4 separate regions of the Sus scrofa genome follow, and all the other regions are linked to region 4. The links are chromatin contacts, called in public Hi-C and promoter capture Hi-C maps. All regions are on one chromosome and are shown on one strand. The core of a region is the stretch at or near the end of the contact, and the rest is flanking DNA. Distances in the headings are between cores, read along the strand shown.

Evidence for each region. Promoter capture Hi-C pulls out the DNA fragments that hold promoters and counts their contacts. A called contact is a pair of places that touch in the nucleus more often than the background predicts.
Region 1: a contact with region 4 is called in a Hi-C map of liver, with 5 times the contacts expected there. The contact joins the promoter of NECTIN2 here to the promoter of CBLC in region 4. A contact is called at or near these places in 1 of 5 promoter capture datasets (liver), 15 of 47 Hi-C or Micro-C datasets (embryonic fibroblasts, epiblast stem cells, fetal skeletal muscle and 6 more) and 1 of 2 datasets of contacts at active chromatin or transcription factors (skeletal muscle).
Region 2: a contact with region 4 is called in a promoter capture Hi-C map of liver, with 9 times the contacts expected there. The contact joins the enhancer-like site here to the promoter of CBLC in region 4. A contact is called at or near these places in 4 of 5 promoter capture datasets (fetal skeletal muscle, liver and skeletal muscle), 32 of 47 Hi-C or Micro-C datasets (adipose tissue, alveolar macrophages, blood and 15 more) and 2 of 2 datasets of contacts at active chromatin or transcription factors (alveolar macrophages and skeletal muscle).
Region 3: a contact with region 4 is called in a promoter capture Hi-C map of liver, with 4 times the contacts expected there. The contact joins the promoter of CEACAM16 here to the promoter of CBLC in region 4. A contact is called at or near these places in 1 of 5 promoter capture datasets (liver), 13 of 47 Hi-C or Micro-C datasets (alveolar macrophages, blood, embryonic fibroblasts and 7 more) and 2 of 2 datasets of contacts at active chromatin or transcription factors (alveolar macrophages and skeletal muscle).

The regions. Positions count from the first base shown.
Region 1 is chr6:51,315,540-51,319,202 of Sscrofa11.1, forward strand. NECTIN2 (nectin cell adhesion molecule 2) reads left to right here and starts at 2,118. Exons shown (of 6, transcript NM_001097494.1): 1 at 2,118-2,208. The coding sequence starts at 2,118.
Region 2 is chr6:51,232,130-51,235,904 of Sscrofa11.1, forward strand. No RefSeq gene overlaps it. Among named protein-coding and RNA genes, the nearest start is that of CEACAM16, 17 kb to the left of the region's middle. Within about 2 kb of position 2,407, at least 20 of the 83 cell types and tissues checked have an H3K27ac peak or open chromatin away from gene starts, as enhancers often do. A contact at or near this core is called in liver, skeletal muscle and subcutaneous adipose tissue, where this site is marked.
Region 3 is chr6:51,215,214-51,218,474 of Sscrofa11.1, forward strand. CEACAM16 (carcinoembryonic antigen-related cell adhesion molecule 16) reads left to right here and starts at 1,872. Exons shown (of 9, transcript XM_021097551.1): 1 at 1,872-1,943. The coding sequence starts at 1,872.
Region 4 is chr6:51,272,840-51,276,233 of Sscrofa11.1, forward strand. It overlaps CBLC (E3 ubiquitin-protein ligase CBL-C), which reads left to right and starts at 1,878. Exons shown (of 12, transcript XM_005653285.3): 1 at 1,878-3,394.

The DNA of each region.
Region 1 (3,663 bases), core at 868-3,367, 43 kb after region 4:
GGAGGTCCTGTCGTGGCTCCGTGGTTAACAAACTTGACTAGCGTCCATAAGGTCGCGGTTTTATCCCTGGCCTCGCTCAGTCCGGCGTTGCCGTGAGCTCTGGTGCAGATCGCAGCCCGGCTTGGACCTGGCATTGCTGTGGCTGTGGCATAGGCCAGCGACTACAGCTCCGATTGGACCCCTAGCCTGGGAATCTCCATGTGTTGCGGGTGCGGCCTTAAAAAGACAAAAAGGAAAAAGAAAAAAAAGTATTATTACCAAGATGTGAATGCCCATCAGAAACAGTCTCCACGACTTAAGATCTTGCCCATCTGGGGAAGAAAGCTCAGGTGTGCAGCAGGTGGAAAGGATGGCAAGTTCGGAGGGGGACGTTCCTTTTGGTAAAGCAAGAAGTTCCCAGGCATCTGCCCCCAGCTGATCAGTTTTCATTCAGATGAACAGGAACCGAAGGATTTCAGGAGCTCAGTGGCATCCCCTCCCTCTGGCCTCCTGCTTCCCCCCCTCACCCCTACACGCTGGGTGGCCTCACCAGCTCCCCGCCACCTCCGCAGCCCAAAGAATGTGAAGAGGTAGGTGGGGGTGGGGAGAAGCGGGAGCCTCTGAGGAGAGACAAAGGGGCCGAGTCAGAGCGAGAGACAACAAAGACGCAAGGAGGCTGGAAAGATAAGAGAAGTGGGACAAGGACGCGGGGAGGGACCAACGGTGTCTGGAGGCCCTAGCCGGGCGGCAGGGCCAGCGGAATGCGGGGGGCTGGTCTGTGCTGCCCCCTGGCGGGCGGCCGCGGAAAGGAACTGGTGAGGACCAGACACCCGAGAGGACTGGGGGATGCGGAGAGGGAAGGGAGGTTAAGAGAGACGCAGAGAGAAACAAGAGACACGGAAAGAGACACCGAAACACCCATTGAGACATAAGGACAGAGACAGACACAGAAAGAGGCAGAGAGACACAGATAGGAACACATAGAGGAAGACAGAGACCCAGAGACGCAGACAGAGACAAAGGGATGGAAAAGAGACAAGGATCAAGTGACACAGAAACAGCAATAGAAAGACACCAGAAAGAAAGAGACCAGCTACACAAAGTGACAGCGAAACGTGAAGACTGAAAAACCCAGAGATAGAGAAACAGGGACGGAAAAAGAAAGGCAAAAAATAGACACAAAGAGACACTAAAAGAGAAATTTAAAAAGAAACGATGCAGCGACTCCTAGAGTCCCAAGCAGAGATTAGAAAGCGACGAGGACAGGCTGAGATGCGCACAGATACGAACGACAGTAGGCACGGGGTGAGAACTAGGGAATTCGAGAGGCAGGGAAGGGGGTGGGGACTCTGCGTGGGGGCGGGGTTCCAGGGGGGCGGGCCTATGAGAACCCACGCTCCTCACGCAGGTGTGACGAGAAGGCAGGGACTAAAACTGAAGGGGACGGGTTAGTCTTTGGGGCGGGGCCGAGGCCAGGACTGAGCTCCCGAGAAGGGGCGGAGAACGGGTGGGCGGGGTGCACCGCGAAAGGCGGAGCCTCACGGGGGCGGAGACAGCCGAAAGCTCCGACGCGTGCGTGACTACAGCGCCCCTTAGACAGGGGGCGGGGCACGAGGGCAACCTTGAGTAAAGGGGCGTGGCAATAACGCTAGGGGGCGGAGCTTGAACGCTGGGAGAGGGCAAAGATAGAATTCTGGGGCAAGGAGGCTGTGATCAAAGAACCCTGGGAAGGGCGAACTTGGAATCCTGGGGAGGAGCAGGAAGGGGAGGGAGAGGAATGCTGGGGGCGGGGCGGGCGTTGAATCCTGGGGAGGCGCGGACAGGGCCTCCCAGGAGGGGGCGGGTCAGAACAGCATGAGGGGGCGTGGCCGGAGCCTGGGATCGGGTCGGCTCTTGGGGGGAGGAAAGGGGTGGATCCTGTGACGTCAGCGAGTCCGAAGCCAGAAAGAAGCTAGGAACCGGGGGGCAACGAGCTGGAAGAGCCAGGCAGCGAGAGCCAAGCCGGGAGAAGAGAGCGCGGCAGGAACCGGCCGGGAGCCAGAGCCACCCAGGCACCTGGTCGTCCTCTCAACCGATTGGCGCTCGCAGAGTGGCCCTCAGGCCCCCGCCCGGTCCCGGTCCCCCTCCCCGGGCCCCCCATGGCCCGGGCCGCAGCCCTCCCGCCGTCAAGATTGTCGCCGCCGACGCTGCCGCTACTGCCGTTGCTGCTACTACTGCTCCGGGAAACCCGTGAGAAACCGCAGACGCCTCCCTGGCGCGCGCGAACCCCTCCCCTTCCCCACCCCAGCAGAGGGTCGAGATGATGAATCGAGACCCCCCCCCCCAATCTTTCCTTCTCCTGGAGTTGGGAGTCTGAGGCCTGGGGAGAATTGAGGGCAGGGAGCCAGATGCCGAGGTCCTCGAGAGGGGCGGGGAACTAGCACTTTGGGCCTCTTGGAGGGCCAAGAATGACAATTCGGGCGACCTGGGGAAGGGCCTGAGGGCTCCAATCCCGGGCCTCAGGATTCCCGAGGCTCTGACTCCCGGGCCCCAGAAAACCAGGGACTGGGGCTGACTCCTGGGCCTCAGAAAAATTAGAGGGTGAGAGCTCTGTCTCTTGGGTGCCAGGTAGTGTGAAGGCTAGGGGCTACGGACGCCGGGGTCCTGGTAGAGTTGAGGGCAGGAAGGGCTCAAACTTAGGAGTTCCGTGTGGTGAGCCGAGGGCTCTGTCTGCTCGGTGCCAGACAGAATTGGGAGAAGGGGAGGGCAAACGCCCTGTCTCCTGGGCTCCAGATTTAATTGTGGGGCATTGGAATGTCTCGTGAGATGCAGATACACATGTGGGCAGGAATCCCGACTCGGGTACTAGATAAAATGCAGGGCCTGAGGCCCTGCCTGGAAACTGGAGGCTCGGTGGGCTGTGTTTCAGGTAGACTAAGGAGGCCGAGTCCCGCCGGCCGGGACCCTTCCCGTTCCTTGTGAGCCGTCGGCGGGGAGGCCCCTAGGGAAGTTTTCCGGGTTTCACTTTGGGCGAGCCGGGCCGGGCCGGGCGGGGCCGGGCCGGGCCGGGCGGGGGCTCTCCTGGCTCCCGGTTCCAGACTCCCGGTTTCGGGACCTTATCTTTCCTGTAGTCGTGCCTTTGTCCTCGGAGCCGCTGCGGGGGGTGGACGGGAGGAGACGCCGCCCTAATCCCCCCTCTCTCTCCCTCCGCTCTAGCCCCCTCCTGTTCCCTCCACCTCCCAGAGGGGAGGGGCGCAGACCTAGGAGAGGGAGGGGCTGGGAGGAAACAGGTGAAGGAGGCTCCGGCCCCGCCCCTTGCAGGTGACTGGGCTGTTTATTCCCAGCTAGAAACTTAGTGTACTGGAGTTTCCCAAAGGTTTACCAGAAAGTGCGGAGGCAACTTGGGGAAGTTCTGGTCTTGCCTCTGGTCTTTTTTCCCAGCAGGTCTCTGAACTGTCTCCCAGATTCCACCTGGAGTCAGGGACTGCCGCTTCCATCACCTGCCTCTCCCTCTTGTGTGGGAGATAGGGAGATAAAGTCAGACCCCGCCACCTCTAGGAGAATGCTCAGAATCCACCCCTCCCCCCTTGCACCCGGTGGGGACTCGGTGCGTGGTCTTGTGGAAGGCGCCGGATCACCCCCAGGAGACAGGTTCAGTTCCTGTTCCCATTTTGCAGAGGAGGGAACAGAGTCTTAGAAAGGGCA
Region 2 (3,775 bases), core at 1,157-3,656, 40 kb before region 4:
CTCACTCATAAAACAGAGATAAAAATAGCCCACCTGGAGTTCCCTGATAGCTCAGTGGGTTAAGGATCCTGTGTTGTCAGGCCGTGGCATGGGTTCGACTCCTGGCCTGGGAAATTCGGCTTGCTGTAGACATGGTCAAAAAATAAATAAGTGGTGCACACCTCCTAGGACTGTTGAAAAGACTAAATGAAAAAAAAATAAAATAATAAAAAATAAAAATAAATTTAATATTTTAAAATGGGAGTTCCCATCGTGGCGCAGGAGAAACGAATCCCTAGGAACCATGAGGTTGTGGGTTTGATCCCTGGCCTCGCTCAGTGGGTTAAGGATCCAGCGTTTCCATGAGCTGTGGTGTAAAAGATGCAGCTTGGATCTGGCGTTGCTCTGGCTGTAGTGTAGGCTGGCAGCTATAGTTCCAATAGGACCCCTAGCCTGGGAACCTCCATATGCCGCGGGTACGGCCATAAAAAACAAAAGCACACAAAAAAATTTAAAAAATAATAATTTTTAAAATAGTAAATGAGTCAAACAAAGAAAGAATCTAGTTACCTAAGTGCTTGATAAATTCTTTTTAATTCACTCAGGTGTTAGGCGTGGGCAATAGGCAGACAGAAAAGCCAAAAATAACCGTTTTTCTATCATGCCTTCTTCCTGGGAAACTTAATTAACCCTATGGCACAGGTTCCCCTCATTTTATGGAATACCAGCCATTCCTAAAAATTGTAATCACCTGAAAATGGTTTACAAGAAAAACAATACACGTGTAGAAGCTTTTAGAATCCCGATGCTGAAATTTTTTTAATTTTAAAAATTAAAAAATAATGAAAAAAGAAAAGAACATAAATAAATAAGAAAAAAAACTTAAAAAAAAAATCCCACCACAGAATGGGAGAAAATATTTGCAAATGAAGCAACTGACAAGGGATTAATCTCCAAAATTTATAAACACCATCTGCAGCTCAATACCAAAAAAGCAAACAACCCCATCAAAAAATGGGCAGAAGATCTAAACAGACAATTCTCCTGTTTTCTCCAAGACATACAGACGGCCAAAAAACACATGACAAGATGTTCAGCCTCAGTAATTATTAGAGAAATGCAAATCAAAACCACTATGAGGTAGCACCTTTCACGGGCCAGAATGGCCACCATCAAAGTCTACACACACTAATTGCTGGCGAAGGTGTGGAGAGAAGGAACCCTCTTACACTGTTGGTAAGAATGTAAATTGGTGCAACCACTGTGGAAAACAGTATGGAGATTCCCCAGAAAACTAAAAATAGAACTGCCATTTGATCCAACAATCCCACTCCTGGGCATCTACCCAGAGAAAACCATGACTCGCAAAGATACATGCATCCCAATGTTCACTGCATCACTATACACAATAGCCAAGACATGGAAACAACCTAAATGCCCACTGATGGAGGAGTGGATCAAGAAGATGTGGTACATACACACAACGGAATATGACTCAGCCATACAAAGGAATGAAATAATGGCATTTGCAGCAACATGGATGGGCCTAGAAATTTCCAGGCTAAGTGAAGTCAGTCAGACAGTGAGACACCAAGATCAAATGCTGTCACTTACATATGGAATCTTAAAAAAGGACACAATGAACTTCTTTACAGAACAGATACCGACTCAAAACTTTGAAAAACATATGGTTTCCAAAGGAGACAGGTTGGGGGGTGGGGGATGCATGGGGGGTTTGGGATGGAAATGCTATAAAATTGGGTTGTGATGATTGTTGTACAACTATACATGTAAGAAAATTCATTGAGTAATAAAAATAAACTAATATTTAATTTAATTTAAAAAAAGAATGCCAATGCTGATTATCCCAGGTGCCAGGGAACATGCTCTCAGCACAGGTTCCCTGACTTGCCCCTTGCAGCCTCCCTTTGAAATGGGGCCCCAATCTCCCAGCTGTTAATTTGAAATACTTCCCATCTCCCAGGGAGTTCCCATTGTGACTCAGTGGGTGAAGAACCCAACTAGTATCCATGAGGTTGCGGGTTCAATCCCTGGCCTCGTTCAGTGGGTTAAGGATCCAGCGTTGCTGTGGCTGTGGTGTAGGCCAGCATAGCTCTGATTCGACCCCTAGCCTGGGAACCTCCCTATGCCATGGTTCGCCCCTGAAAACAAACAACAAACAAAAAAGAAAACATCTCCCCGTTCCCTACCTGGGCCCAGGAAAACTGTCTCCAGGGTAGTGACCTGGAAACTAGATTTTCAGAATAAATAGCCTGGGTAATTGTTGTCAGCTGAGAAGTTGGGGGACCCAGGTGCAGGGACCGTTTGACATAAAAAAGGAAAATAAGGCACAAAGAGTAGGAGGCAACTTGCCCAAAGTCACTCAGCCAGGAAGGGGCAGGGCCGGGAATTGGCCCGGGATCACACAGCAGGTTTTCAGCGTGAAGGCTCAGACTGACGCCCTCTTCTGTCCCAGGTGGATGAGAGTGGCTCCCCACCTCCCCCCACAAAGCCCGGAGAGTGCTTAGGGTCCTCTTGGGCCCTCAGATCCCACTCGCCCTGGATGGGAGCCAAGCTGGCCCTCTGGCACCGTCTCTGCCTCTCTCCCCCCAGCCCTACGCCCTCACCCAAGATGCCTTTTCTCAAGCCAACTTTCCGCACTAGGGGGGGACAAGGGGTAGGGGCGGGAATGACCTTGAGGCCAAAGCACACAATGGCCCCATCAGTCTCTGGAGCCCTGCCAGGGAGAGGAAGGAAGCCTGCCCTGTTTTTCTCCCCTGGGCTGGAATGTTGATTCAGGATGGAGAGAGGGGAGGAGGGTGAGACAGAGGGAGGAGGGGGGAGAAAGCGGAGGGAGGAAGGAAGGAGGAAGACAGAATAGGGAGGGGCGAGCGGGGATGGAGAGAAGAAAGAGGAGGAGGAGGGAAGAGGGGGTGTCTGGCACCAAAGTGCCAAGGCCAGACTTTGGGAACCAAAACCAAGCAAGGAGGCTGCCAGCTCCAGCCCAACCTGACACAGAGTCCAGAGTCCAGAGAGGTCGTGCCAGCTCCTCAAGGTTGCCCAGGACCAGGGCAACCAAAGAGCCTCACCTGTGCTGCTAACCACAGGCAGAAGCTCCCTGGGTTCCCACAGTGACCTTCAGAAGCAGGTGTCAGGTGCACATTCCTGAGAAGACGAAATAGAGCCCTCCAGAGGCAAGGTCCCCTTTCTAGAATCATCTTCCCTTTGGATCACAGTCCATCCCCTCCTCCTCTCCTTCCTTCTCACTCCACTCTGGCCTTTCTGTTGTTTGAACAACCTGTGCAACTCCTGCCTCAGGGCCTTTGCACGGGATTTTCTCAGCCAGGAGTGTTCTCACCATGATACTCCATTCAGGTCTTGGCTCAGATGTCATCTCCTCGGAAGGAAGAACCCCTCCCTGAACACCCACTGTTGTCTAGCTTTGTTCATCAGAATATTTATGACACACAATCCACTTTAATTGATACATTTCTTCTTTCTTTTTTTTTTTTTTTTTTTTTCTTTCTCCCCTTTTGGCCACCTCATGGCATAAGGAGTTCCCAGGTCAGGGATCAAATCCAAGCCAGAGTTGCAACCTAGGCCACAGTTATAGCCATGCCGAATCCTTTAACCCATTGTGCCAGGGGCAGGCCGGGGATTGAACCTGCACCCTGGCACTGCAGAGATGCAGCTCCCATTGTGCCACACAGGAACTCCAATATTATATATTTCTTTCTTTACTCGTTCCTTTCCACCGGACCGTGAGGTCCACCAGGCAAGAATTTTATCTCTTTTG
Region 3 (3,261 bases), core at 622-3,121, 58 kb before region 4:
GGCCTTGCTCAGTGGGTTAAGGATCCGGCGTTGCCGTGGCTGTGGTGTAGGCCAGTGGCTACAGTCCGATTAGACCCCTAGCCTGGGAACCTCCATATGCCGCGGGAGCAGCCCCAGAAAAGGCAAAAAGACCAAAAAAAAAAAAAAAAAAGATATATATATATATATATATATAGGAGTTCCCTGGAGGCTCAGTGGGTTAGGATCCAGCATGGTCACTGCTGTGGCACGAGTTCCGTCCCTGGCCCAGGAACTTCCACATGCCACAGGCACAGCTAAATAAATGAATAAATAAAAATAAATTTATAGGTGTTATAAAAGATGAAGATTTAATACCTCCACCTCTCCTTCCTCATCCTCTCCCCCAAATTTTATCATACATTTAAGTAATCAGTAATTCATGTTTGCATCAATACAACAATGTAAAAGAGTGTTCACTGCAGAACTGCTTAGGGTACTCGGATGACATGTCCTTTCTCTTCTTTTGGTTGGAGGGGCTGGACCTGCAACATTGTTAGTTCCAGGTGCACAGCCCAGTGATTCAGCACTTCTGCACATCACAAAATGATCACCACTTTGGTGTGTACTTTTCACTGACAGCTCATCTGAAGGCCAACAAGCTAATGGAAGCGGCTATCACATTACACTGCTGCAGTCACCTCACTGCCTCCCAGCACCTGCCCTCACCTCCCCGAGTCTGTTCCCCACACACAGCCAGCAGATCTTAGTACCACCTAAGTCAGCTCCCATCCCTCCTCTGCTCACAACGCTCCCAGGGCTCCCATCTCAGAATAAAAGCCAAAGTCCCCCTGTGGCCCACAGGCCTGCAGGATCCACCCCTTTTCCCTCTCTGCCCTTGCACGCTCTGCTCCAGCCACACTCCACACTCCCCAAAACACTCCTGCCTCAGGGCCTTTGCCCATGCTGTTCCCTCTGCCTGGAATGCTTTTCCCCCAGATTCAGCACAGCTCCCTCACTGAGTCTCTACTTCATTGTCACCTCCTAAAACACCTTCTCTCTGCCCTACAGAAACCAGTGCCCCACATACGTCCATCCCCTCCCCTCCTTTCTTTCTTTCTCTAGCATTATCTCCACCTGATATCTTATACCTGTTCATGTTTGTCAACTATCTCCCCCCAAAAAAGGTCAGCTCTGTGAGGCAAGGATTTCGGTCCGTCCAATGTGTGCCTGTAACCCAGCACCTAGAACAGTGCCTGGCACGTGGTAGATGCTCACTAGAAGGTTGGCGAAAGGTGAACAATGGCGCCCACATACCCTGTGCTTAGCACCGAGCCCTCCGTGCACCTGCTGTCCCTCTCCCTTGGAGGAATCCCAGGGAGGTTAGTGTCCTGAGCGGCCACCACCCACTTCCTAGACAGGCAAAGGCCCCTGCCCAGGGTCATCAGGTTTACTTTCTGCCTGGCTCTGCGCCTAGCACATAGTAGATGCAAAGGAAACTGCAGCCCTCAACTGGGTCAAAAATTCAGGCTCATGGAGCTCCCGTCGTGGCTTAGTGGTTAACGAATCCGACCAGGAACCATGAGGTTGCAGGTTCTATCCCTGGCCTTGCTCAGTGGGTTAAGGATCCGGTGTTGCTGTGAGCTGTGGTGTAGGTCACAGATGCGGCTCGGATCCCGCGTTTCTGTGGCTCTGGCGTAGGCCAGCAGCTATAGCTCTGATTAGACCCCTAGCCTGGGAAGCTCCATATGCCACGGGAGTGGCTCCAGCAAAGGCAAAAAGACAAAAAAAATTCAGGCTCATGTCTGGGGAAGCACCAGCACAGGGGCTGGGAAGGTAGGGGCTGGGAGCAGATAGGGAAGGGCAAAGACAGCAGAGAAAGGTGGGTGTGATGCTGCGGGTGGTAGGGAGCCATGGCGGAGGTGGGACAAAAGCCGGGACCTGCCTCCAAGACTCGGAGCCTCCTCTTTCTCCTCAGCCAGAAGGCAAGTCACCTGAAACCCTGGCCTCCCTGGAGATTCCTGTCTCTGTGTCATCCACACCCGGTGTCCGGTTCCACAAACACTCTCTGAGCCTCTGCTTTGTACCCGATCCTGTGCTGGGCAGTGCTGGGGACATGGTGGTGACCATGACAGCCCTGGTCCCGCCCTCCCATGACTCATGGTCCATTTGAAGAAACAGGGTCCCCTCCCCCTCGGAGAGTGAGGACCCAGGGTGGTCAGGGCTGGGACTGGGGATTCAGGGCACACCAAAGTCCAGGACGGCTTCCTGGAGGAGGAGTTATTGGCTAAGCAATGAAACAGAGGAGAGGAAGCAGGGATGTGCTAGGAGGAGAGAGCAAGATGAGGCAGCAAAACTGGAGCAGAGAGTTTCCAGAAGGAAAGGGTGCTCTATGAGACCGGTCAGGTGGGCAGGGCCAGGCCATGCAGGGCCTGGTGGGCTGCAGTGAGGAGCTGGGCTTTCTCCCCAGGGCGCTGGGCAGCCATAGCAGGTTCTAAGCACCAAGATGGGGCCAAACCAGGGCTAGAGGCCAGGAGGGGATTGGGGAGGGAAAACCAGACAAGGGATGGGGGGGGGTGGGGGGGTGCCTGGACCAGGGCAGGGGCCACAGGGAGCGAGACAAAAGTGCACACGGAAGAGATATTTAAGAGGCAGGGATGAAGGAGTGTGGAATGCAGGGGGAGGGGAGATTGGCCGTCAGGAACAAGGCCCCGTCTCTCTGTCCCAGTGACAGATGGATGGTGGCGCCATCCCTGATAAGAGGATGATGGGGAAGGGGCGGGGGAGCAGGTCTGGGGGAAGATGCCCAGGTCAGTTTGGGACGGGGTGAGCGACAGACATGCCAGGGCCATCTGAGGGTAGGCATCCTGGATGCCACGGGGACGAGGGCCCGGGGCTCAGGGGAGAGGGCTGGGCCGGGACAGAGAAGGGTGAGGTGAGGTCACAGGAGAGGTGGGGGAAGCAGAAAGCGCCAGGTCACCCACAACTCACCTGGCCGCACCCACCCCTCTCGCCCAAGTCACAGCCCCGCCCCACCAGGGCAGCTCAGGACGTGGTGCCTGGCGGCGCCCCAGGGGCAAACCAGGACAGAGGAACCACAGGTACAGCCCCTGCCCAGAAGCAGGATGGTGGGGCCTCGGAGGCACCAGGACGCTGAAGCCATCAAGAGAGCGATAACAACACATTTGTCAGGAATGCTCTTCCCTTGGAGGCAGCGTGGCCTCTGCCCGGCATTACCTTCCCGGAGACCCTGGCCTCTGCCCTCAGTTCCCAAACCGCGCACCCGCTTCCTGGCTTTATCTT
Region 4 (3,394 bases), core at 628-3,127:
AAGGAAGGGACCTTGCCTGACGGCAGAAAAACCCGAAGGCAGGTTCCTAACCAAGGAAGGGAGCTCACCTGGACAGTGCAAGCCGAAGGTGGGCTTCTGGTCAGGATAAAAGCCTGCCTGAATGGTGAAAAACCGAGGGCAGGCTGAGGCCTGCCTGTGCGGTGCAATTCCGAGGGCAGGCCTCAGATTACACAGCTCTCATGTTGACGTTGATGGGGAAGAATTGGGGCTTTCCCGGGAAAACAGTTTCCATGTTTGCGCCGGAGAACATGGATTGTTTCTTGGGTGACCTAGTCTTTCCTGCTGTTTTACTTGTTATTCAGTTTTTCCTGTTATTTGCTTATTATTCTTATTTTCCATTCTTATTTTCCTGTGGTGATGTGTGATTTAACAAAATTACAGAAATAATATAATAAGAATTTCATCCTGAAGGACTTTCCCCTATTCAAATCTAATCTAATTAAAAACACAGTGTTTATCTACTAACTAGTTATACAGTAAGCTTTAGAGTTAGGATTTTAATAAGGTTCATAGAGGTTAGACATATATTATTCATGATTAAAAAGACATAATCAGTTGCCTTTGATTCTCTAAGAGACTTTTAAGTTTTAGCTAATTAAAGTTGATTTATAGTTTCTCATACTGTCTTCCCACCACGACGCCTTGAAGATAAGCACTAATCTAAAAACACGATTTGTAAATCCTTATGTCTGTAGCCTTTTTTAACTGTTAAAGATTAGCTAACCACAAGATGCTTTGTCCTGAATCTTCTTATTTTCACATGATGTTTTGTACTCATGATGTTTTGGGCTTATCGATCTTAGTTTTAATTAAAGATCTTAGAACGTAATCATAACTACTGCACCGTGTGACCAGGAAACATAATCTCAAAGTTAACCTTTAGAACTTAACCTTTAGGTGGTGTACTTTTAACATGGTGACGTAATCTGCAATTAAAAACTGTCTATGTAAACAATCATCTATACCAATAAAATCAAGCAGTCCAGCACTCTGAAAAAGAGACAAAGAGGCTGTCTCCGTGTGCATTCGCCGACACCGTCCATCCCCGACAGGGTGCGCATCCCTGGCCCCCTGGCCGCTGGAACTGGACTCTGGCACCCACACCGAGTGGCTTCAGACAGTAAATTTATTCCCTCACAACTCTGGGGAGGAGGAGCCCGAATTCAACTTATTAGCAGGGCTATGCTCTCTCTGAAAGCTCTAGGGGAGAATCCCTCTTGCCCTTCCTACTTCTGGAACTTGTCAGCCATCCTTGGCCTTCCTTGCCCTATAGACGCGACACTCCAGTCTCAGCCTCCATCATCGCATGGCTGTCTCCCTGTGGGTGTATCTGTGTCTGTCTCCAAATTTCCAGTGATATTGAATTTGGGGCCCATCCTAATTTGCTATGACCTCATCTTAACTTGGTTACACCTGCAAAAACTCTATTTCTAAACAAGGTCACATTCACAGGAAATGCAGGGGGGGCACTCTTCAACGCAGGATGCTCATCATTATGTTTTGTTTTGTGTTTTAGGTCCGCACATGCAGCATATGGAAGTTTCCAGGCTAGGGGTCCAATTGGAGTTGCAGCTGCCAGCCTACACCGCAGCCACAGCCACGCTAGATCCGAGCCAAATCTGCCACCTATGCCACAGCTTCCATCCAGGTCATCCCTTTGAACGGCCGTGCAGGAGTCCTCTGGGTAAAGGATACCACACTGTGTTCATTCTTTCTCTGATGATGGACACTTGCCTTCTTCCCAGTTTTTTCTCCATTTCGGACAGGACGGCAATTAACATCCCCGAATATATCTCTTGGAGTCTCTCAGCGCAGTATTTTTCAAACTGCCCAACAAGATCCATTAGTGGGTTGTGAAATCAATTTAGTGGGTTGCAAACACAATTTTCCCATTAATGAAATGAAGTTAAATAGAAAAGAAGATATCAGAGTGCATGCACACAGGCAGGGGGAGGCCGACCCTGTGTAGCAATCTGTTTCAGGTGTTTCACACCCCAATGTGAGCAAAGGTGTTTATGAGCCACGGTGCTGAAAGATGGAGCTGGCAACGGACTTGCCCTGCCAAGGCTTGGATGGCTGCTGTCAAATTACTCTCCAACTTAATTCATCCACAGGCCAATGGGGTTTCAACCTATTTCACAGAGGTGGTAACTGAGGCTCGGAGAGGGCAGGAAGGCAAGAAGCTGGGAGACAGAATCCTCCATCCTGACTGCAAAGATGCAAAGACCCTGTCTCTGCTTAGTCTGAAATGCAAATTTGAAGATTCCAAAATTTCACAAGTTAAGGATTCTCAAGTTCTAAGAGATAAGGAGTTCTAAGAGGAGGGTGCCATGAGCCTCAGCCTCAGCTCTTTTTTTTTCTTTTTCTTTTTTCTTTTTTCTTGTTTTGGCCGCCCTGCGGCATATGGAGCTCCCAGGCCAGGGATCAGATCAGAGCTGCAGTTGCAACCTATGCTGCACCTTTGGCAACACCAGATCCTTAACGCACTGTGCCACGCCAGGATGGAACCTGCGTGCCAGTACTCCAGAGACACCATCGATCTGGTCTGTGCCACAGCAGAAACCCCTCAGTTCTCATCCCCCTCCTTCCTCAAAGAGTTTTTGAGAATTCAGTGAGAAAATGTAAAGCCTGAAACCCACGGCCCGACACAGAGTAATTGTTCAATAACCGTTAGCTGTTACTATAACACTCTGATTAGAAATTCTGTAGGTATGCGGATATTTGTAATCTGTCCTCGTCCAGGTCTCCCGGCCAGAGCGTAGCCAGGACGCCCAGGGTCGTGGCCTGGATCCCGTGGGAGAGGAGGGATGATCCGGCCCACAACGCCCCCTGGTGGCCTCCCAGAGGACTGCAGAGTCTCAGCCGAGGCTACAGGACGCCGGGTCGTTGGCGGGGGTCGGAACCACGCCCCTCCAGCCCTTCGCAGACCAGCCCTGCCCTTCCCTTCAGGAACCCTATCTTCCCGCTTCGTCCCCTAAAGACCCAGAAGCCCCCACCCTCTTTGTAAATCTGGGTGTCTCATCTCCAGCTTGATTTCTTGCAGGCGCCTGTCACCGGGACCCAGGAATTAGGTCCCGGCTCTCTCAGACACCCTTCTCCCCCACTCCAGCTCTTAGAGGACTCAGGGGTCTGGGCACACTGCGTTCCTTCTTGGAGACAAAGGGACCGTACTATCTCTCTAACATTTAACCCTAGAAAGTTCAGCTCTCTGACCTTTAATCCCGAGCGACGACCGATGAGCCACACATTTCACCGCAGCCCAGGAAAGTTACGTCCCAACCCCAGCCCCCTTCAGGGTCTGGATAGCTAAACTCCCAGCCCCACTCTGGCATCCAACAAGTTCCAGGTTTCCCCCACCCCCTCCAGTGCCAAC